7 separate regions of the Mus musculus genome follow, and all the other regions are linked to region 1. Evidence: chromatin contacts called from public HiChIP or PLAC-seq and promoter capture Hi-C data. All regions are on one chromosome and are shown on one strand. Each heading gives the region's core, a stretch centred on a gene start, on an enhancer-like site or on the middle of the called end of the contact. The rest is flanking DNA. Distances are from core to core; before and after follow the strand shown. Region 1 holds the start of Ppp1r13b (protein phosphatase 1, regulatory subunit 13B). Region 2 holds the start of 1700127F24Rik (a long non-coding RNA gene). Region 3 holds the start of Clba1 (clathrin binding box of aftiphilin containing 1). Region 4 holds the start of Cep170b (centrosomal protein 170B). Region 5 holds the start of Akt1 (thymoma viral proto-oncogene 1). Region 6 holds the start of Siva1 (SIVA1, apoptosis-inducing factor). Region 7 holds the start of Adssl1 (adenylosuccinate synthetase like 1).

The links. Promoter capture Hi-C pulls out the DNA fragments that hold promoters and counts their contacts. HiChIP or PLAC-seq counts read pairs in DNA pulled down with a chosen protein or histone mark.
Region 2: a FOXA1 HiChIP or PLAC-seq map of pancreatic cancer cells shows a contact between it and region 1. The contact joins the promoter of 1700127F24Rik here to the promoter of Ppp1r13b in region 1. A contact is called at or near these places in 2 of 115 datasets of contacts at active chromatin or transcription factors (memory CD8 T cells and pancreatic cancer cells).
Region 3: a FOXA1 HiChIP or PLAC-seq map of pancreatic cancer cells shows a contact between it and region 1. The contact joins the promoter of Clba1 here to the promoter of Ppp1r13b in region 1. A contact is called at or near these places in 1 of 39 promoter capture datasets (erythroid cells) and 3 of 115 datasets of contacts at active chromatin or transcription factors (fetal liver, pancreatic cancer cells and thymic regulatory T cells).
Region 4: a contact with region 1 is called in a FOXA1 HiChIP or PLAC-seq map of pancreatic cancer cells. The contact joins the promoter of Cep170b here to the promoter of Ppp1r13b in region 1. A contact is called at or near these places in 2 of 39 promoter capture datasets (cranial neural crest and pre-B cells), 2 of 484 Hi-C or Micro-C datasets (both in embryonic stem cells) and 1 of 115 datasets of contacts at active chromatin or transcription factors (pancreatic cancer cells).
Region 5: a contact with region 1 is called in a promoter capture Hi-C map of liver, with 4 times the contacts expected there. The contact joins the promoter of Akt1 here to the promoter of Ppp1r13b in region 1. A contact is called at or near these places in 7 of 39 promoter capture datasets (the 3T3-L1 cell line, the C10 cell line, hippocampal neurons and 3 more) and 3 of 115 datasets of contacts at active chromatin or transcription factors (memory CD8 T cells, pancreatic cancer cells and pro-B cells).
Region 6: a contact with region 1 is called in a promoter capture Hi-C map of liver, with 4 times the contacts expected there. The contact joins the promoter of Siva1 here to the promoter of Ppp1r13b in region 1. A contact is called at or near these places in 3 of 39 promoter capture datasets (hippocampal neurons, liver and stem cell-derived epiblast-like cells) and 1 of 115 datasets of contacts at active chromatin or transcription factors (pancreatic cancer cells).
Region 7: an H3K4me3 HiChIP or PLAC-seq map of embryonic stem cells shows a contact between it and region 1, with 4 times the contacts expected there. The contact joins the promoter of Adssl1 here to the promoter of Ppp1r13b in region 1. A contact is called at or near these places in 1 of 484 Hi-C or Micro-C datasets (natural killer cells), 2 of 115 datasets of contacts at active chromatin or transcription factors (embryonic stem cells and pancreatic cancer cells) and 1 of 9 other capture datasets (embryonic stem cells).

Annotation. Positions count from the first base shown.
Region 1 is chr12:111,906,735-111,909,431 of GRCm38.p6, forward strand. Ppp1r13b (protein phosphatase 1, regulatory subunit 13B) reads right to left here and starts at 1,321. Exons shown (of 17, transcript NM_011625.1): 1 at 1,128-1,321. The coding sequence starts at 1,136.
Region 2 is chr12:112,874,494-112,877,190 of GRCm38.p6, forward strand. It overlaps 1700127F24Rik (a long non-coding RNA gene), which reads right to left and starts at 1,333. Exons shown (of 6, transcript XR_873068.2): 1 at 1,120-1,333; 2 at 781-897; 3 at 569-669; 4 at 1-207.
Region 3 is chr12:112,807,661-112,810,357 of GRCm38.p6, forward strand. Clba1 (clathrin binding box of aftiphilin containing 1) reads left to right here and starts at 1,315. Exons shown (of 5, transcript NM_145450.3): 1 at 1,315-2,148. The coding sequence starts at 1,729.
Region 4 is chr12:112,720,858-112,723,554 of GRCm38.p6, forward strand. Cep170b (centrosomal protein 170B) reads left to right here and starts at 1,317. Exons shown (of 19, transcript NM_001024602.3): 1 at 1,317-1,525. It overlaps Gm46382 (proline-rich extensin-like protein EPR1), which reads right to left and starts at 1,309. Exons shown (of 2, transcript XM_017315329.2): 1 at 704-1,309.
Region 5 is chr12:112,672,935-112,675,631 of GRCm38.p6, forward strand. It overlaps Akt1 (thymoma viral proto-oncogene 1), which reads right to left and starts at 1,342. Exons shown (of 14, transcript NM_009652.3): 1 at 1,066-1,342. It overlaps Gm30150 (a long non-coding RNA gene), which reads left to right and starts at 1,542. Exons shown (of 3, transcript XR_381988.3): 1 at 1,542-1,763; 2 at 2,085-2,618.
Region 6 is chr12:112,643,464-112,646,160 of GRCm38.p6, forward strand. Siva1 (SIVA1, apoptosis-inducing factor) reads left to right here and starts at 1,365. Exons shown (of 4, transcript NM_013929.2): 1 at 1,365-1,621. The coding sequence starts at 1,504. It overlaps Gm30101 (a long non-coding RNA gene), which reads right to left and starts at 1,304. Exons shown (of 3, transcript XR_381987.3): 1 at 1,219-1,304.
Region 7 is chr12:112,618,739-112,621,435 of GRCm38.p6, forward strand. It overlaps Adssl1 (adenylosuccinate synthetase like 1), which reads left to right and starts at 1,309. Exons shown (of 13, transcript NM_007421.2): 1 at 1,309-1,572. The coding sequence starts at 1,381.

The DNA of each region.
Region 1 (2,697 bases), core at 71-2,570:
GTGCTCTTTCCATTACAAGGCAATCGTTTAAAAACATGCTTAGCATTCAACAAGCCTAACACCAAAGGATTTAAGGATCAAGTAGGTTAAATCTTAAAACTCCACCAACACCAGGGGTTGGAATCAGTTCAAAAGGAGGGAGAAGAGATTATCAAGAAACAGGAAATTATTTGAAGGGGTGGTGGTTTGTAAACTAATGAGCTTGGGTGCAGCATAGCAGAACGACAGTATTCAAGTAAAAATGCAGAGACATATTTCCCCTCTGAAACGTGATCTTTCCACGTAGGCTTCAATTTTTTTTTTCTGTGGATCTGGGATATATAAACTCAGTGATAGAAACACTGGCCTAGTCCTGCAAAGCCCAGGTTTGACCCCCAGCACTTCTAAAACAAGCGAACAAAAAAAAAAAAATAGATTGTGTGTTATTTTATTAGTCTGAGATTTTTTTACTCAATAGACACTCTAAAAACAACACGCCCAACTGGGTACAATCTATGTCACGTTTTTTCCCATTAATTACGACGTATACACTTCACAAAAAGCCTATTTAAAAAAGGAGAGAATTCAGCATCCACTGCTGCTTGTACCGCACGCAGGTAAAGGAAAAGGCAAAGAAGGTGGCAACCCCCAAAACGAAGGTCTTCCTGGCCAAAAGCATCCTTAAGAGCAGGACAAAGGCTCGAGTGACACACAACCGGCTCAACCTTAAGGACATAGGGACATCACGCCAGGTGGAGCAAATGTACCCACGGAGAAGCCTCGGCAAGGGGATTCCTAAGATGGCTCTCTGAATCCACGCACGGCATGCGTTCCTCCCAGTGCAGGGGAAACACATATTCCGAGCGTGCGAACACCGCACCCGGGTGCCCTCGCCGAGGAAATCGAGGCACCGGTCGCTGGCCGGGAGGGGCCGTACACGCCGCAGCCCCGCGCAGCCCGCAGCCCTGCGGAGGCCGCTCGCCCTGTCGGCGACCCCGCCCACGCTCGCTCTCTCGCCCGCCCGCTGACAGCCGCCGCCCCCACCTGCCCCTGCGCTCGCTCGCCCTGCACGCCCGCCCGCCGCTTCCTCCCTGCCGGGCCCGCCTCGCGCGGGGGCCGGGGAACGAGGCGCCGCCGCCCGCACCCACCGGCATCATCGCGGCGCCGTCCGCCGCGCCCGCGCCGCCTGACAGGACGCCGCTCCGGCCGCCTCACAGGCCTCGCACCCGCTGCGGCGCCCTGCGGCCCGGCTGCGGCGAGGCGGCAGCTGCGGAGAGCCGCGCAGCCCTCGCTCGTCCTGTCGCGCCGCCCCGCGTGCCGCGTCGCCGTCCCTCAGCCGCCGCCACCGCCTCTGCCGAAGCCGGCCGCCTTCCGCCACCCACTCGGCTCACCCCGCAGGCTGCGGAGGCCCCGCCCCACGCGTCGCTCCCCCACCCGCCTACGCCACCTATGATTGGTCCGGTGGGGGTAGGCGGGATAAGAGGGCGGGGCTTCTCCGCCGCGGCCAGGTGAGAGCGCGCTCGTGCGCGTCTGCGCTCTCGGCGGCGGGGGAGGGGCGCGCTGCGGACGCCGACCCCGCCCCTCCTCCTGCATACCAGCAAAGGGGGCGTTGGGGCGCCCAGGGACCTCCGAACCTTGTGTCTGCGAGACTTCGGCTCAGGGTCACCTCGGACGAATAGGAAGCAAAGGACAGAGAGGAAAGGGCGGCTGGGTCCGGCCCACAGTCGCGACCGGTGGAGACTCGAACCTCTCAGGTCCGAGAGGCCAGTGGCGAGCTGGCCACAGACCAACTCTGACCGTAACATATACCCTAGGTGTCCAGCGCTATGCGAGGCTACAGGCCGGATCCTATCAGGCGGGCACAGGGTGTCCCCGATGTGTCTGCATCAGCCGATTGCATACCGCTCAGTGTCCCGGGCCCCAGAGACCTGGGACTCTGCCCCCGCTTCCACCGCGGGCTGAGCCATTGAAGCCTTCCTGGACAGGACATACAGGCTCTCAGCCTCAGCCCTTCACACGATCCATCCCAAGACCGAAGGACCCATCCCCACCTGTGTCAGTATCCTTGGAGATCCAGCTGGAACGTCCCAGGGCAGAGTCCAATCTGTACCTTCAGGGTCCAGGTCTGTCCTTAGAATGCTGTCTCCTGTGTCATTTTTCCCTCCAACTAGGGAGCCTGAGTGACAGAGGGTAGAGCAGGCCCCAGAGCAGACCCTCAGCAGAGGCTGCCGGGTGGGCAGGCACCCTTTCTGAGTACTCCACATTGTGCCATTTGCCTGAACTCTGACAGATGAGACACAACGGCTGATGAGCTGCACCGGGCTTAAACTTCCATGAGATTCCAGAAACATGAAGACAGCTGGATGACCCCAAACACAGAAAGGGTAGATCACCTTGGGAAGTACCCAACCCCTGGAGAGGGCAGCAGATGTTGATCAGGGGCAGTTTATAGCCTGTCTGGTTCTCTGAGTGGCGGGAGGCTGCTGCTAAGTCGGGGCAGAGAGAGGGAGGAGGCCAGAGTTACACCAGCCCCCTTATGGGCAGCCACACCTGAGCTTAAGAGGCCATGGGGGTTAGTGATTGAGAGCGTGGACTTTCCAGTTGAACAGACTTGGTTCCACACCACTGCTGACACACCCTCGCTGTGTGATCTTCAGCGAGCTCATATCTGTCATAGGATGTGGTAGGATAATAGTACCTCTCTCTCAGGTGTGATGT
Region 2 (2,697 bases), core at 83-2,582, 970 kb after region 1:
AGGCAGAAATGCTAGGAGCGCACCAAGCCTTCGCCTATGTTGTATTTGCAAAATAACCGGGTGAAGTACGGATTGCTATTGTTCTCAATTTGCAGATTCAGAAATCCAGGTGTAATGCATTCTCACCCAGATGCAGCCCTCCCAACATAGAGTTTTGCACAGAAACCAGTTATTCGTGACACTGGAGACTTGATGACTTGCACAGATCTGTGACAAGGGGAGAAGAGGGCAAGACCAAGAAGAGGCGAGATTCCCGATTGATCCCCTCTCTGTCTGTCCCCTCCCTAGGAAAGATGAGCCTCATAAGCACTCAGGTGGAGTAAGACTAAATCTAACTTCTTTACCCCTAACCACTCCATAGGACCAGCCCCGACTCCCTCCCTTCTGGGAACCCAGTTCTGCCTATCAAACCACTGGACTCATAGGGACCCTCTGAGCACATTGCAGGGGAGTTTCAGGAGGCTTCGTTGTGGTCCCAACAACTTCTACCCTGGGCCTGCTGGGCTAGGGAGGGTAAGATCAGGAAGAGATGGGATTCCCCCCACCCCCACCCCAGATGCACACAAACCTCTTTCCTTCTTCTAGGCCAACCTCCTCAGAGTCCCTCACTCACTGAGTAGGGGAATCCATCTCTGCCAAAGATGCCAGGTGAGGGCTACAAAACAGCCACTAGAGAAAGCCAAGAGGGCAGTGAATTGCAGCCACTTTACCAAATGGTTTGTGCCTCTATCTACCAATCTATGCAAAAGGTTTTATTTCCATGTCACGATGGGACAATACCTGATGAATGTGTCATTGTCGCAGTTTCTGGGAGCAAACCACAGGAGCCCCTACGGAGCCACCTCTCCCGAACCTCCTCAGCAGCTGCTCAGTTGCTTTATCATGATGCTCTGGGCTCTGGGAGCAAGAGAGTGTCAGACTAAGTGTAGACAGACAGGCACAGGTGCATGCTCTTATGCATTAGTCACCAAAGCCTTACCCACGTATTCATGTCCCAAACCATATAGATGGCTATAAATGTCTAGTCCCAGAACCCCTATGCTAGGTCACTGTGGGTTTCCCAAGTTTTGTGTCATAGAAAACGGAGTCTAGGACCAAACACCTCAGCCTGACCCACACCTCCTTCAGCATGGTCACCCGAAGGTCCAAGCTGAGTACGTTCTCCCAGACGAGCAGTGATGAGACCAGCTGGCCTCCTCTGGCACGCGGACATAGGCTGGGAAAGCTAGCCTAAAACCTAAGTCAACACTGCGGCCACCAGGGGGCACCCAGCTCCACAGATAAGGTGGGAGACCATGTTCTTGGAGCCAGAGAGGGCTCCGGAGGCAGAGTGTTGGCTGGGACCTCACATCATCATGACGACTCAGGGAGGTAGTATTGTGATGCCATTCTCCCACTGAGGACACGTGCCAGAGAAAGGGACATCATTGGTCCTGACACTTAGGGCTGGAAGACTTGGGCCTCAGAATTTTCCAAGTTTACCCTGAACCAGCTTGTGTCTAGCTTGCGTCCAGCTTGCTGCATGACTCCAGGAATGTTACTTGACCTTGAGGTTGATGGTGGTGTGAGGAAGCAATAATTGGACCCTGGGACCAGGGGTCTATCCTCAGCCAGTACAGGGGCTTCAGGGCTGCTGTTTACAGGCAGGTTCCTATTACTCAGCGGGAGGAGAGTTTGCAAAACTCCATCGACTCCTATAAAGAACCCCTGCTGCCTGATGCAACTGTAGAATGCCCACCTAACAGTGCCCCCTCCCCACTGTGGCCCTACCAGCCCAGAGCCAGTACAACAGGCAGGAATTGGATTGGCAGTGTGGACCCCCTTTGACCCTCCTGCCTAATGCCATCCAGGGCAGCCAGATTGGGCAAGGCCACCGCCTGGATCTGGCAAAAGTTACCGCCTGCCTCCCAGGCAGCTGGAGCTGAGTGCTGGTAGCGCAGTCTTTCCCACGCTCCGTGATGCCAGTCTTGGCACTCCAGCTCCGCCCCACCCTTGCCTTGCTGGGCCCCGGGCACCCGGAATGTGGCTGAAGATTCTGTCCCCCTGGGCCACAGATTCCTGTCTCAGTGGGTGTGGGCGGAGGCCCGCTTTCCGCCCTTTGATCCCGGCCAACTCCAGCTAGCGGGCCACGCCCAAACCCTGCCAGCCCGGCCCAGGCGCAAGATGGAGGCGGGGCTAGTCTCGACTCCCCAGGCTCTCGAACTCTGGCTCCTAGAGTTCTGGCTCTATCTTGGAGTTCTAGCACCAGCAGTGATTGACTCCTTACTACCCAATGTGCAGCCTGATGCCGGTCAGGGCTGCAGCCAGACAAGGAAATCCGAGACTCTTCTAGTACGGTTTCTCTCGTGGTCGCTGTGAGCTGGGTGGTAGTTTGCCTATCTCCAATCTCTCTCAACAACTAATCCTGGGACATGGGATCGACTAGAGGGAAGGAGAGGCACCCTCTAAGCCCAGGAAGACAAGGGCAGCGTCTCAGAACCCAAGGGGATGGGCTAGTTCCGGAGTCCACCAGAGGTGGTCTCCAGAGGTTATGGGAGCTCCTGAGATGCGCAGCCATCTGGAGAGATCACTTGCCTCAGTTTCCCCATTTACTGGATAGAATGACAGTAATGAATATCCTGTTTCCACACTTGTGGTGGTTGGAGTGGGCTTTGGACTTACTCCATCCTTCCAAGTGGCCTCACTACGCTTTTCTAG
Region 3 (2,697 bases), core at 65-2,564, 900 kb after region 1:
TGCAGCCCAGTCCTTTGCCACTGTGTGTCCCACTGTGGGCCCAGGCCTCAGTTTTCCTGTCCTTCCAGCTCCCCAGACGTCAAAGTCAGCAAGGGCAGCAGGTGAGGGGAACTGGAGCCTTGGGAACGGACCGAGAGCAGGACCTGCTGGGTCAGAGTGAGGCAAACAAGCCAGTGTCTGTAAACACAGACTGTGTCTGCACCATCCTACCGGGCCACTGGGAAAGCTGGGAATAGCTGCACCAAGCCATGGTCCTGAGCTCTCTGCCCGCAAGCCTCAGTGAACAGTGCCAGGCTCGTCTGCCCAGGGGAATGGGGAAGGCTGTGGTCCAAGATGCAGCGAATGATCTCATCTTGTCACTTTTAAATCAAATTTTCCAGTAGTTCTCCTGAGGAGGCAGGGGATGAGGGACTGCATAATTCATGCAAAGGACAGAGCAGGGCCTAGGGAAGTCCAGGGGGAAATCTGAGTATAGAGGAAGGGGCTGAAGTTGGGTTTAGATGCAGGCCTGACCCACCTCTTTCTCAGGGGAGGTTGTTAATGGCTGCTAGTCTAGGGTGACTTGGATAAAGATGTGACAGGCTGAAGGCTGACTTCATGAAGCTCAGGATGGGGACATATGGAAAGGGCCAAGGATTTCTGTGGCTGGGGCTGGGAGAGGGGCAAGGTTAGTTCATCAGGGCCCTGCAGGGGCCTGTGAGTCTCTGCCTGTCCATGACCAAGACTGACCCTGCTCCGCCTTGGGTCCGGCTGGTGACCCGGCCCAGACTGTGAGCACACGAGGCAGGGCAGTGGCTCTCCTACTCTGCAGGCAGTAGACGCTCATTCTTGCAGAAGGGAATGTGATCTGGAACTGAACTAAATCAGGTAGACAGAGTTTTCCCCATAGCTTCCAGACTTGAGAAAGCATCCAATAGGAGAGCAAGGAACCAGGGCCGGAGGGTGTGGGATGAGGGGCCAGTACCGTGGCAGTGGCCTTACTCCAGGGCCAGGTATGCGACTGCAAGGGACATATCGGACACAGAGGCACTGGGCGCCATAATAAAAAGAGAACTGCTCCCACCGATATTTGTAGGGCGGGGGAGGCAGAAAGACCAGTCACGATAGCAGGCTGGGACCCACTGCAGAGCTGCCAGCATCCTCCAGTCCGCAGCAACATAAGTGGTAGTCGGGAGAGGATGGGCATGGGCGGGGCGCTGTTGGCCACGCCACACGGTGGCGTGCTGACGACACTTAAAGCACGCCGGAAGCCTGCTGGCACGCATCGTTGCCGGGCAACGCGCGGCGCTGGTTGCCGGCTAAGCTGGCTGTAGTATCTCCCCGCCGGGCGCCGGGAGGCGCGTCGCGGCGGCGAAGGTGGGTGCGCGCCTTGCGGGCCTCTGGGAGCTCGGGACCCCCTCCGTCTGCGCCTGGGACCTGGTCCCGGAGCCCGCGAGACTCCCGTCTGGGACGCGATCCCCGAGCTCCCTGCCCTCAGCCTCCGGCCTCGCAGACCGGGTTCTGCAGCTCATCCACCAGGACTTGCGTCTGCCCACAGGCCCTCCTTCGCCTCACTTGTTTGGCCCTAGGATACGCCCCCGTGCCGGACTAGTCATCCGCGAGTGCCAGGAGGGGTCGACTCCACGGAGGCACGTGAACACTCCCAGGAAGCCCTGGGCAACTCCAGCTCAGCCGCTGCATGTTTTTTGAGCAGCTTTCCTTCGGGTCGGCTGGCCTGGCTACACCAAGATGCAAGGCGGGCAGGAGGTGGGGAGAGAGTCAGTGAGTGACCTCGCAGAGGAGCCTGGAGAGGGGTCCCCCCACCAGACAGCTAGAGGACAGAGTGGTGATGGTTTGGAACGGAGGCGGATCTGCTGCGACGGTCCCGTGGTTCTGCCGGACACGAACGCTAACAGCTCCAGGCTGGATGAGGGTCTTCCCACCAGCTGTCCACACCCGGGGGAGCTCAGCGGCGGGTGGGGAGAGTTCGAAGGCTTCCGGGAGTCTTCAGCTAAGTCGGAGCAGTTTTCTCAGTCTTTTGAACTCCTGGGGAGAGCCACGGAATGTCAGCCGCTGAGAACCCCTTCAGTCCCCGAAGAGGGCAGTTCTTGCCAGGTGCAGCAGGGTGGACCCTGGGTGACAGGAACTGCTGCTGGCCCATCTTCAGAGGTATTTCCGTGGTTGAGTGGGAAGTATTTTGTCATTAGACTTTGCCCAAGTCTCTGTGCCCTGGGAATGTGGGGGTTTGGCTAGCCTTCTCTTCTCACCTAGTTTGTCTTTTGCTGTGTGGTTGGCTGTCCTCTGCTTAAAAGGAGGACAAGGAAGCTGGGCACCACCCGCCTTTAATCCCAGCACTCAAGAGGCAGAGGCAGGCGAATCTCCAAGTTCGAGGCCAGCCTGGTCTACAGAGTGAGTTCCAGGACAGCCAGGGCTACACAGAGGAACCTAATCTTGAAAAACAAACTAAAAAGGGGGGGGGGGGGAGGACAAGGAACAGAGGGCTTGGTCAGGGGACTGACATAGGGTCCCACACAGCCCTGAGAGCTGACCACACCTTTGCCTCCTCCACTGCCTCGGAGCCATTCCCCTCAGTGGCTCACCCCAAACACAGATGAGGATAAATAGAAAGAGGTGGGGGCAGGGTAGCCTGCTGTGAGGGCCACTCCTCCTGCAGTCAGCGCTTTAACATTCTTTCTAAAGCGAGCACTTTCTCCACCT
Region 4 (2,697 bases), core at 67-2,566, 810 kb after region 1:
TCTTTCCAGTACCTGACAAGTCTCCTCTGCCTCCATCTCTTCCAGTTCCTGGCCTCTCCCTGGAGTCCTGGCCTCCCCCTCAAAGTACTCCCGTTTGCCCACAAAGACATCTAGAGCTCTCTCCAAGGCCTTCATCTCATCAGGTCTCAGCTGGCACAAACTTCCTGAGCCCCACTGTCCTTGGGATGACATCCAAAATTGGTCACGAGGCTACAGGTTCCTCCTCTGTCCATACCGCAAGCCAGGCTCCCCCATTTGGGCCTGTACTATAAGCTCGCACAGCCAGGCCCAACAACCTAGCACATTCTCATGCAGTTTTTCCTATCTGTCTCCTCTTGGCGGGCTTGCCTCTACTCTCGAGTTGTGTAGAACCCCTTCCACCTCCTTCTACAGGGCAGGGATGGGCAACTGTGCCCGCTGGCTTTGGAGCCTGGGCGGGGTGGATTGGGTTCACGAAGCTCCTGTACCAGCAGGATAAAGCGCACATTCCTAGGCCTGGAGTTCTGCTCTGCATTCCACTTCCGCCAAGGCCCTCACTAGTACCCTTCAACGGGAATGCAGGAATGCACTCTGAACAGTACTTTCTCCACCACTCTGCAAAGCCGCTCCGCCCCACGCTAATCCTTTCCCCCTTGGCACTAGAGGGACACCTGATACCTCCATTGTTGCACCAGGCACCAGCCAGCGGCCGGTGAGAACTTACCTCAGGAACTGGGAGAGCCTCCGGAGTTCCCCGCCCCTCCCCGTCCAGCCCACTGTGACATCCAGGTACGTTGGTGTCTTTGCCCACCATCCTGTCCCGAGCCCGTGGCCTATCCTGCAACGTCGAGGGCGCAGGAGGAAGAGACCCAGCTGGACGCACAGGCCTCTGGGATCCATCCTACTTCCTTCGCCCTGCACCCCTCCACTGGGCTGAAAGGCCAAAGGTTGGGGCTGGGAGAGCGGCTGGAGCTCGGGCTTCTGGAATGTGGTTAAATGTTAACTATTCGGCTCTGGGACAGGACGCTGGGCAGCCGTACGCCCTTTCTCGCAACCCTGGGATAGCCAGCGCCAGAGAGAAGGGGGTCTGAATGCACAGGGTGGCGGAGATGCGCCGCCCCAGGCTGGGCCGGGGACAAAGGTGATCGCCCGTTCCTGGTTGCCCGATCCGGTGCGCCGGGACGGGTGGACGGAACGGGAGGGGCCGCGCGTAACCTCTGGGGCGGCGCTGCGGAGTCCAGCTCACCTGCTGAGGCTGGCCCGCCCTAACCTGGTTTCCGGGGGGCGGGGCGTCGCGGGGCGGGGCATCACGGGGGCGGGGCGCGCCGGGGCGGAGCGTGTCGCGGCAGACGTCAGGGGACCCGCCGCGCGAGGCCGCGGTCCGGCGCTCTGCCCGTGGGCTCGGCCGGGGCTGCCGCCAGCGTGCGGGCCGCGCCGGGCATGTCCTAGGCGGCGGCCCCGCCCAGCGCTCGGCCGGGCGGGCAGAGGGCCGGGCTGGGCCGGGCAGCGTCCGGGCGGGCGAGCCGCGGGCCTGGCGGGAGCACAGGTAGGACGCAGGAGGGGCCGCGCCAGCCCTGCGCCCACGGCGGCAGGGCCTCCAGCAGGGCACCTGCGTGCCTCCAGGCCACACCGGGGCGGGCGGGGCTGGACAAAAGCGGCGGTGAGGAAGGGGCTGGGCGAGGGCCCGGCACACCTGGCCCGGCCAGCGCTTGCCGATGCTGCCCATGTCTGCGCGCGCCCGGGAGGGGCCTCCTGGCACCGGCGACAAGGCCTGGCCCCGCGCATGTCTACGCGGCCTGCCGAGCTGGTAGACCTGGGCGCCCGGTCCCCGCCCGGGCAGGGCCAGCGCTGATTCAGGATACAACGCCGCTCCCTCCCCCTCTGGGCCTGGCGCGCCTGCCCGCCTCCCGGCCTCCTCCCGGGTGCCCGGTCCCCCCTCCTTCTGCGGTCCCTCCCTCCGTCTTCCTTCTCTTCTCTCCTTTCCCTTTAGCCGCCACCGTCTCCCTGCTTTCTCTGCCTCTGGGCTGTCCGCGGCCAGGAGGGGACCTCCTCCTGTCTGCTCCTTTCAGCCACGGGGCTGCTCCCTGCCTCCCACTGTCTCTCAGCATCTGCATCGCCACCTCCTCCTTCACCTTCGGGTGGTGGCTCTTCTGCTTGGCGCGGCTGAGGGGACAAGTTTGGGGTGTTTATTATTCTCCCTCCTAGCAACGATGGCCGGGCTAAGCCTAGCCCCAAACCTCCTACAGCAAGCCCTGGCTCAGAAGCCTTTCCAAGTTGGACTGGCGGTGGCAGTGGTCACCCCATGACCAGGCTCTGGGGGTTGGCCTCCCTCTCCTCTAAGGGTGTCCCCGTGCCTGCTGTCCACAGTGAGATGATGGCAGGCAGGTGATGTCAGAGTAGGAGACATCCAGGCTGGGTGGGGCTGGGAGGCTCAGTGACGCCCTGGGTCTGGGGCCTGGGGGGGGGGGGGGCTCCCTCCACAGCCCTGACACCTTTGCCAGTAGGATTGGGTCTTTCTGAGAGTTGGGGCTATGGATACCCAGTGAGGTCCTAGAGGCTGCAAGGGCATTGAAATCTTGCCCCTTTAGCCCTTGCCTCTCAAGCTGGGCCCTAAGGAAAGGGGACCTCAGAGCAGGGTATGGGTATGTTCCTGACCACCTGGAGCTGTTTTCTGGGGAGGCAGGTTTCTTTTCTCCATCTTCCTCCTGCTTCCTGAAG
Region 5 (2,697 bases), core at 92-2,591, 770 kb after region 1:
AGAACGAAAAAGATAAGCCAAGAAGAAATCCCAGCTCAGTGACTGTCAGAGTGGGTGTGGCCTGGAGGCAGAGGGCTGTACTGCAAGATCTCTCTCGGTGGATGTCCCCTACCCCCACCCAGCCCCAAGGTCTGCTGATGACAGTCAGCTGTCCAGAGCCGTGTAAAAATAAATTCATACACACGGAGTGAAGAAACACAGCCATGTTAACGCCAATGTCCACATCAAGCCGACTTAAGCATGGGACACTCTTCCCACCATGCCATGCCGTAAGGGCATATGGTTGCTATTGTTAAGTCTTAAGAGTTCAGCCCCTCTGGGACACTGGCCCGTGAGCCACACGCCCAGCTGGGGCCCCACCAAGGCGACTCGCCCTTCACTTTAGTGATGGCTCTAGGCAGTCAAGGCTAGCCACCTGGAGCAAGACCAGGGGCCTGGGGGAAGGAGGAGTTTGGCCACACAGCAGAGGCCCAAGGTTCCACCACCGCCCAACTTAGAAACCAGTCCTCTTTAGACAATTCCATCAGCTCAGCCAGTATCCCGGATCCGGGAGACCGAGTCCACGCCGTCCTCAAGGCCCCCCCCCCCCCCGGCACCTCCAGAAACCACCTAGTCCAGGAAGCAGCTTCCGGGCCCAGGAGGGTTAGCAGTCCTTTGTGGGCTAGCCTGGGCACTGTGCCACCGCGCACAACTTTCTGTCCGTGGGAAATGAGTTCTCCTTCCCAGGGCCCTCCCACCGCACGCAGGCCGCGGGGCGAGCCTTTCTCCTACCCTCGCTGGCCGAGTGCCCGGGCAGCCCCAGGCCCCAGGGCGCACCGGCCCCCACTGCGCACACCAACAGCGCCCCTCTCCCGCGACCTGGCCCCGTGGAGCGGCCACCCAAGGTCACGCAGCGGCCGCCCGCACCCTCGCCGGCGTGGGCCTCCTGCGCGACCAGCCCGGCCCCGCGCGCTCCCCGCCCAGGCCTCCGCTCGGCCACTTCCTGCTCCTACTCCGAGGCGCGGCGCGGCCGGGAACAAAGCGGGGTGGCCGCGGCCCGGAACAGGGCGCGGCGCGGGCACTCACCGGGCCGCCGCGTGCGGGCGACTGGGCCTAGCCGGGCCGCGGCCTCGGGCGCCCGCCGCTCCGCATCCCGCGGGCGGGCGCTGGGCGGGGCCGGCTGAAGGCAGCGGCGTCCGGGCGCGCGCTGCTGGCCGGATCTGGGCCGCCGCGGTGCCGGCCACAGGACGCTGCTCGGTCCGCTCCGCTGGTCCCGGACTCGCGTGCGCTGCCGCGCTGGGCCGGCCGCCCGCCGACTCGGTGCTGCCGCCGCCGCCGCCGGCCCGCCTTCTCCCCGCCCCGCGCCCGCGCCGCCCGCCCACATCCGCCTCCGCCGCCCCGGGCGCCCCCGGCGCGGCCCGCGGCCAGGGCGAGGCACCCCGTGAGCGCGAGCGCGGCCCCGCAGGCGCCGCCCTCGGGTGGCCCCGAGCCAGGGCCACGCGGGTAACGGAGCCCCGCCGCAGATCCAGAGCTCCAGCTCTGGTCTGGGTTTCCCGGTTTGTGGGACCTGGCCCTTCCCTGCCTAGCTCTCCAGACCCCAAGGAGGGAGGCCAGCGTGGGAAGTGAATCAGTTTGACTCTCAAGAGGCCCAACTGTCCCCATCTTGGGAGCCGGGAGAGACCGGTCACCGGTGTCCTAAAGGCCAGCCAACACAAGAAAGAAGGCTATTGAGGGCTCATCCAACCCAGTACTGCCTGCCACAGCAACTGATAAGGACTCCCCAGGTGACAGGGAGGACGGGAGCACACCTGGACACCCAGAGGGGGCAGATTCAGGGGTAGGACTCAGTCAGCCAAGACCTTGCTGTGGACTCAGATGGGTGAGGCTTGGGGGGCGGTTCCTTATGGTGTCCCGGAATTGAAGAGTCAAGGTGGTTCCTGCCTCTTATCCATCCTCAGTCCTTCCCCCTTCGGCCAGCCTCAGCAGTTCCTGCGCAGGGCCCCTCCCTCGTCCCAGAAGCCCGACTTGATAGTAACCCTTTTGTGAATTTACCTTCATGTGTTTGGTATTTTTAACCAGGGGGCATTTTTTGTTTTTCATACAAGGGTCAGAGTTCACCAGGAGTGTAAACAAGAGGGTAGATTTAGTAGTCCACGCTATCGCCCAGGATGGAAATCGGAGCTCCTTCTCGGGCTCCTGGGGCTGACCTGGGAAGCACACCCCACTCCCGGAGAAGAACTCACTCTCCTCTCAGCCACGCCCCATACCCTTCAGACGGGGATGGGGATGGGGGGCTCTGTTCTGTGCCCTATCTGCTGCACAGCTGCCCCAGCTCAGAGAGCCTCCAGGGCGCTAAGTCAGAGGCTCAGCAGCAGTTCTGTTCTGCTCCAGCAGTATCCCTGACCCTGAGAGTGGCCTTCAGAGGCTGAGAGTCACACAAATATCCATCACTCGCCCAGCAAACCTTCACCCCAGGCCCCCAACTCCTCCTCTCCTACTTCCCCCATCCCGTTGCTACACAGTTAGAGCCAGCAGGGCGCCCTCTTGTGGAACACAGCAATTTCTGGCTGTTCTCTAGTGACCCTTCTCACTCGGATGCTCTTCCTGGAAGCCACTGTTGGAGACAGCTCCTACCTGTGGTGAGCCCTGTTTCTATGCAGTAACCAGTCCCGCCTCCCTTCTTTGTGTCTCTATCTTCCCCCGAGTCCGGAGTGGGTT
Region 6 (2,697 bases), core at 115-2,614, 740 kb after region 1:
TCTTAACATGAACAACAGCCTTCTTAGTGGTGGTTCCTGGGACAGGTCGCTGGATTTAAGCCATGCAGTAGGGGACAAACGCATGACTCCACACAGAGGTATCATCCATTCTGCACAGTTCTACAACCGGGGAAACCACCATTTGGGGGTGGGGGTGGGGGTGGGGAAGCACAGCAGTCAGTAGTCACTGGACCCTATTGTCCTATTTAGAATTGTGCTCCTTCTTTATGTCGAAGGCCTAACTCCCAAGAGTCAGAGTGTGATTGTATCTGGATACAGTTTTTTGTTCGGTATTTTGAGACTGGGTCTCTCTACCTAGCCCAGGCTGGCCTCCAACTCACAGAGATCAGCCTGCCTCTGCTTTCTGAGAGCTGGGATTAAAGGTGTGAGCCAACACACAGGGCTGGTGGATATAGTCTTAAAGAGTTAAAACAGGGTCCTTAGGGCAGAACTTAATTCAAAGTACTGGGTGTTATTATGAGATGAGGACACACACACACATCCAGTAAGGACACAAAAGTTTTTATTTGTAGATTCTGGAAGACAGAAGCCTGCAGAGAACCTGACACTTTGATCAGAGACTTCCATTCTACAAAGTCTGGAGAATTAACGGGTGCTGTGTGTACACTCCGGGTCTCCTGTACTCCAAGATGAGCACAAAACTTAATGCACCCGAATAACTGACGTTCCGATTGTGTAGAAATAGAAGGACTGAGAAACCCCTCAGCATCACTGTTTTGCCTGTTCAACATGTTAGAAGACACCACAATATTTTTAAATCCTGACCAGCGGACCCGCAGGTGACGCCATAAACCCTCAGGCTCCCTGCCCAAGATCAGACCTAAGGGAACACAAGAGGAACTCGTAGGGGAAGATGGGTGCCCGTATCCACTAAGATCAGGAGCTGGGACAAAACCCGCCACCCTACTGTTTGATACTGATATCTCACCTATCACCTATCACCGTTGCTTAGCGACAACAGAGCCTTCAGGCTTTTCGCGCGCTGAGCCCCGCCCTCGATCTCGTGCTGGTTTATGCAGAGCCCCTTAGCACACGAGTCCCGCCCCCAACGTAGCATCCCGCTAATCCCGCGCCCCACCCCAGAGCCCCGCCTCTTAGTTCCCGGCCTATCCTGAGCTGTGACATAAACTAGCCCCGCCCCAACACAACCCCCCCCCCCCTCGGCCTATCCCGTGCCACGCCTTGCGCAGACCTCACCTCGCCGCGCCAGCGCCCTTGGCCTTTTCCCGCGCCCTGCATTCCAGCCACTGCCTCCCTCAGCCTATCCCTCGCCGTTAACTGCGTAAGTCCCGCCCCCGACGTCACTCCGGCCTATCCCGCGCAGCGGGGCCCGTTTGAGGCGAGCCCCCAGCCTTTCTCCGGCCTATTGGGCGCCGCGCCCTCGTCGGCTCGGGCCTCCGCCGCGGTCCGAGGGCGCCGTGACGTGTGCTCGGCGCGCGGCGCGCTGCGCGCTGCTGAAGGCTGTGTCTGGTACCCGCTACCATGCCCAAGCGGAGCTGCCCGTTCGCAGACGCAGCCCCGCTCCAACTCAAAGTCCACGTGGGCCTGAAAGAGCTGAGCCACGGTGTGTTCGCCGAGCGCTACTCACGCGAGGTCTTCGGTGAGTGTGGACTTCCGTGGGTAGAGCGCGCTACGCCGCGCAGGGCAGCGGGAGACCGCGGGAGCGTCCCGAGCGCTCACGGTGGATGCTGCTTCAGGCGGCTCCCGGAGAAATCCGAGTCGGACCCGAGTGCTGCCGAGCGGACTAGCCTAGCGCGGGACCGACGCGGGGACTGGGTTCGAGTGGGCGTGATGGCGTAGACTGCCCTGAGCCCTCGCAAGTGGCCTTTGTAGCGGATGGATGTTGCTGAGCATTGCCTTGCAGTGATGGCTTTCTGGGGCAGGTGTAACGCAGTGTACCGTAGCTTGGCGCAGTTTGCGGCCGTATAACTTTGAGCGGTGCCGCTGCGCCTTTGGAATGTGCGGGAAAACAAACTCCCTACGCAGCCCCAGTATTTGTCCTTTCCCTCTCTGTACTCTGGGAATGCAAACTCAAGTGCTGAGACGCAGGGGCGATGCGTGAAGGGACAGGACTGAGCTGCAAAGAGTGTGCCTCCCCCCACGCCCCCCAGTCTAGACATGGCCTGGCGTCGTGGCTTGTTTTTTGACGCCAGCACTCAGAAGGGAAAGGCATGGGCTTTATGGTGAGATGTCTTAAAACAGCAATAACAATGCAAACACGGCCCAGAAAATGCCTCAGCTGGTTAAAGTGCAGTCTATGCAAGCCTGGACATGAGTCAGGTCCCAAGAACATACAGTAGGAGAGAATTCCTGAAAGTTGTCTTCCGACCACACTCATAGTAACTAAATAGCCAAGTAAATTAATTTTTTTTAAATGTAAGCATGCAGTTGAAAAGAAGGCCTAAGTGTTAATTGGAACCTAACAGCCTGGCTCTACCCTTCTGAGGACTTGTGTGTTGGAGCATTTGCCAGGCCACTCAGAGCCAGCCAGTCAGGAAGGGGTGCAGGGCTCTAGCGAGTTTTATAGTACACACAGTTTACCAAAACCCCAGCCCACACTCTGGACTCTGCTGGACCAGGAGGCCTTAAGGAGAAAATTGCTCTCATAATGGAATGTGGGTTTGAGCCCCACCTGTGTTAAGAGTACCCCTCCAGGAACTCTTCCCATTTCTTGTT
Region 7 (2,697 bases), core at 59-2,558, 710 kb after region 1:
AACCCCCCCCATATTCTCCTGTTTACCCCTTGTCTCCGTTCCTGCATCAGCCTTCTCTGCCTGCTTTGCCTTCTGAGCACACCTTCCTGAAAGACCTTATCAGGGATTTCTGCCTGTCCCAGCCACTGCTCAGGAGATCTTGGCCTGAACCACTAACTCTAGATGCCACGTCTACTCGCTTGCCCCCTCCCCACTGTGGCACTGAGTGAGGTAGAGAAGGATATTGTAATCTGCACACAAAGACTGTAAGGCTCTTCTAAGAAGTAGTGTCCAGATCCGAGGCCCTGACTGCTTCAGCCATAGCAACTGAAGAGAGTGTCTATGTCCCTATGTGAAACAGAAGACACAGACCACCATGACCTGCACAGCCAGGGAGGGTAGCAGCAGTGTGGCTGAGGCTGACTGGGAATAGCCTCTCTTCCCCAAGCTGGGGGAGGGGGGGTGTCAGTCCCCCAGAGGGTGTGTCTAGTCTCACTGGTCTTGTGACAGTCCTGCGAACTGCCCCCAGGACAACTAGGAGCCTGACTGCTCTGTGAACCTGTCCCAGGGGTCAGTTAGCACACCCTGGAAGGACACGCACCAGTGGGGGGCTGGGGGGAGCATGCCACACAGGCCTCCCAGCCTCAGGACTTTCCCTTGTCCCTGTTTCCAGTCTGGACTGAGTGGCAGAAACCATCGACCCCGAGGTCTCTTGGAAAGTTGAATCCTCCTCTGCTCCTGTGTCCCTCAAGTTGCTCTGACCCCGAGCGGATGTGGGTACTTCATCTTACACTTGGCGCTGGGCTAGTAGCTAGCTACAGCCACCCAAGAGCTGCATATCCTGGGCCAGCAGGGGTGACTATGTGGCCTGGTGGAGAGAGATCGTCTTAGTTAAGGTGACTTTCTGGGCGGCTCTCAGGAGAACCGTTCCTGGTCCTGGACTCGAGGTTCAAGACGGGAAAACAGGTGATCCCGCAGGCAGATCCTCCAGATTAACGGCAAAGAAACATCTGTGGTTCTGCTTTTGTTAACCGCTCTCTTGCCCCGGAAAAAGCAGCCTCCTCCGCTGTTTGTGCAACCCCAAACCCTAGTCCTAGCAGGCCAGTGGGCAGGGGTAGAGTCCGGGTCGTGCAGCACTGGCACCTCTCACGTCCTAGGGTGTTCTGAGTCATCTGCTTGCCCAAGTCGTGTCGGGGCGTCTAGCACCCTAAGTGCGCGCCATCTGCAGCGACAGCGGCAGGGACAGGGAGCTGTGGCCGCAGGTCACCGAGGTGCGTCACCGCGTGCGCAGGACCCGCCCCCGGCCCGCCCCCCTCTCTAGGCGTCCGCATTTAATGGAGCGAGAGCTCTGGCGGCGGCGGGCTCTCGCTTGGCCCAGAGCAGCAGAGGAGCTAAGCCAGCATGTCCGGGACCCGAGCCTCCAACGACCGGCCCCCCGGCACAGGCGGAGTCAAGAGGGGGCGGCTGCAGCAGGAGGCGGCGGCGACAGGCTCCCGCGTGACCGTGGTGCTGGGCGCGCAGTGGGGGGACGAGGGCAAAGGCAAGGTGGTGGACCTGCTGGCCACGGACGCCGACATCGTCAGTCGCTGCCAGGTGCGGGCCAGGCGCCGAGTCCCTCCCTAACCTGCCCAGCGAGCCTCTCCCCTTCCCCGGGATCCGGACGAACCCCTTCCTCCTGTGCCCTGAGTGGGTCACAGCCTTTTGGATTCCTCCCTCCCAGGAGTACCTTCCCCACTGCCTAAGTCCTCCTTCCCACACACACCCTCTCACACAAAGCTCTTGGCCTCCCACCACCCACCCACCTCCTCCCCAGGGCAATGGCAGGAGCCCGAGCTAAAAATATAAGTCGCTGAGTTGAGGACATGGGATCCTCAGGGGTAGGGCGTTCCAGGGCGGTGATGGTGGGCCCTCCAGTGGGGAAAGCCCCAACGGGGTGGGTCGAGGTACCCTAAGATGCAGCAAAGGGTGAGAGCTGCTTTCTGAGAAGGGGGGTGTCCTCGGCGAGTCAGCCAGGCAGAGACAGGATGAAGATAGGTTTCTAACCTAGAGGAACGCAGGGTCAGGAGCCTAAAGCAGAGTTCAAAGGGGTCTGGCTGACATGGAGAAAGGAGGAGTCACAGATTTCCCGGGCAGGGTGTGACCCGGTGGCTGGTAGTGCTCAGAGAAGGCCAGAGACAGTCTTTGTGCCCTTGGCCAGCTGCAAAGTGCTCTGAGCACCCACATTTGTTCTGACTGACTCTGGACAGCGGGTGGGTACTCTCCTAGGGCTAGCTGCCTGCTCTCCTTAAGTCTCTGTGGTGTTGAGCTGCAGCTAACAGCCACACTGCCTCTGCGGTGCCATCCTCAGCACAGAGGGCTCGGTTTGAGGGAAGATACTCTGTGATACTGGGTTTGGAGCCACACTTATGGCTGCTGACCCAAATGAAGGTGGGAACACCTGCTGGAGTTCTGTCTCCCTGGTTCTGTGGCTTTCTTGCTGAGTTCCCGAGGACTCCTAGGAGGCCTCCGGAGGCATAGCTTGGTTCCCTGGGCCACATTTGCCCAGCTGGGGATGAGGATTTCTGGAAACTCTCTTAAGAATGAGGAGCTACCCTGCTCTCTCACCCTGTTCACCCCTCTCCCTTGAAGTCTCTAGGTCCTAAGGACAGACCTTGGGCCTCCTAAGCCCTACACCTTGCATGCATTGTCCAGCTATGTGTATGTAACTGGGATTTACTC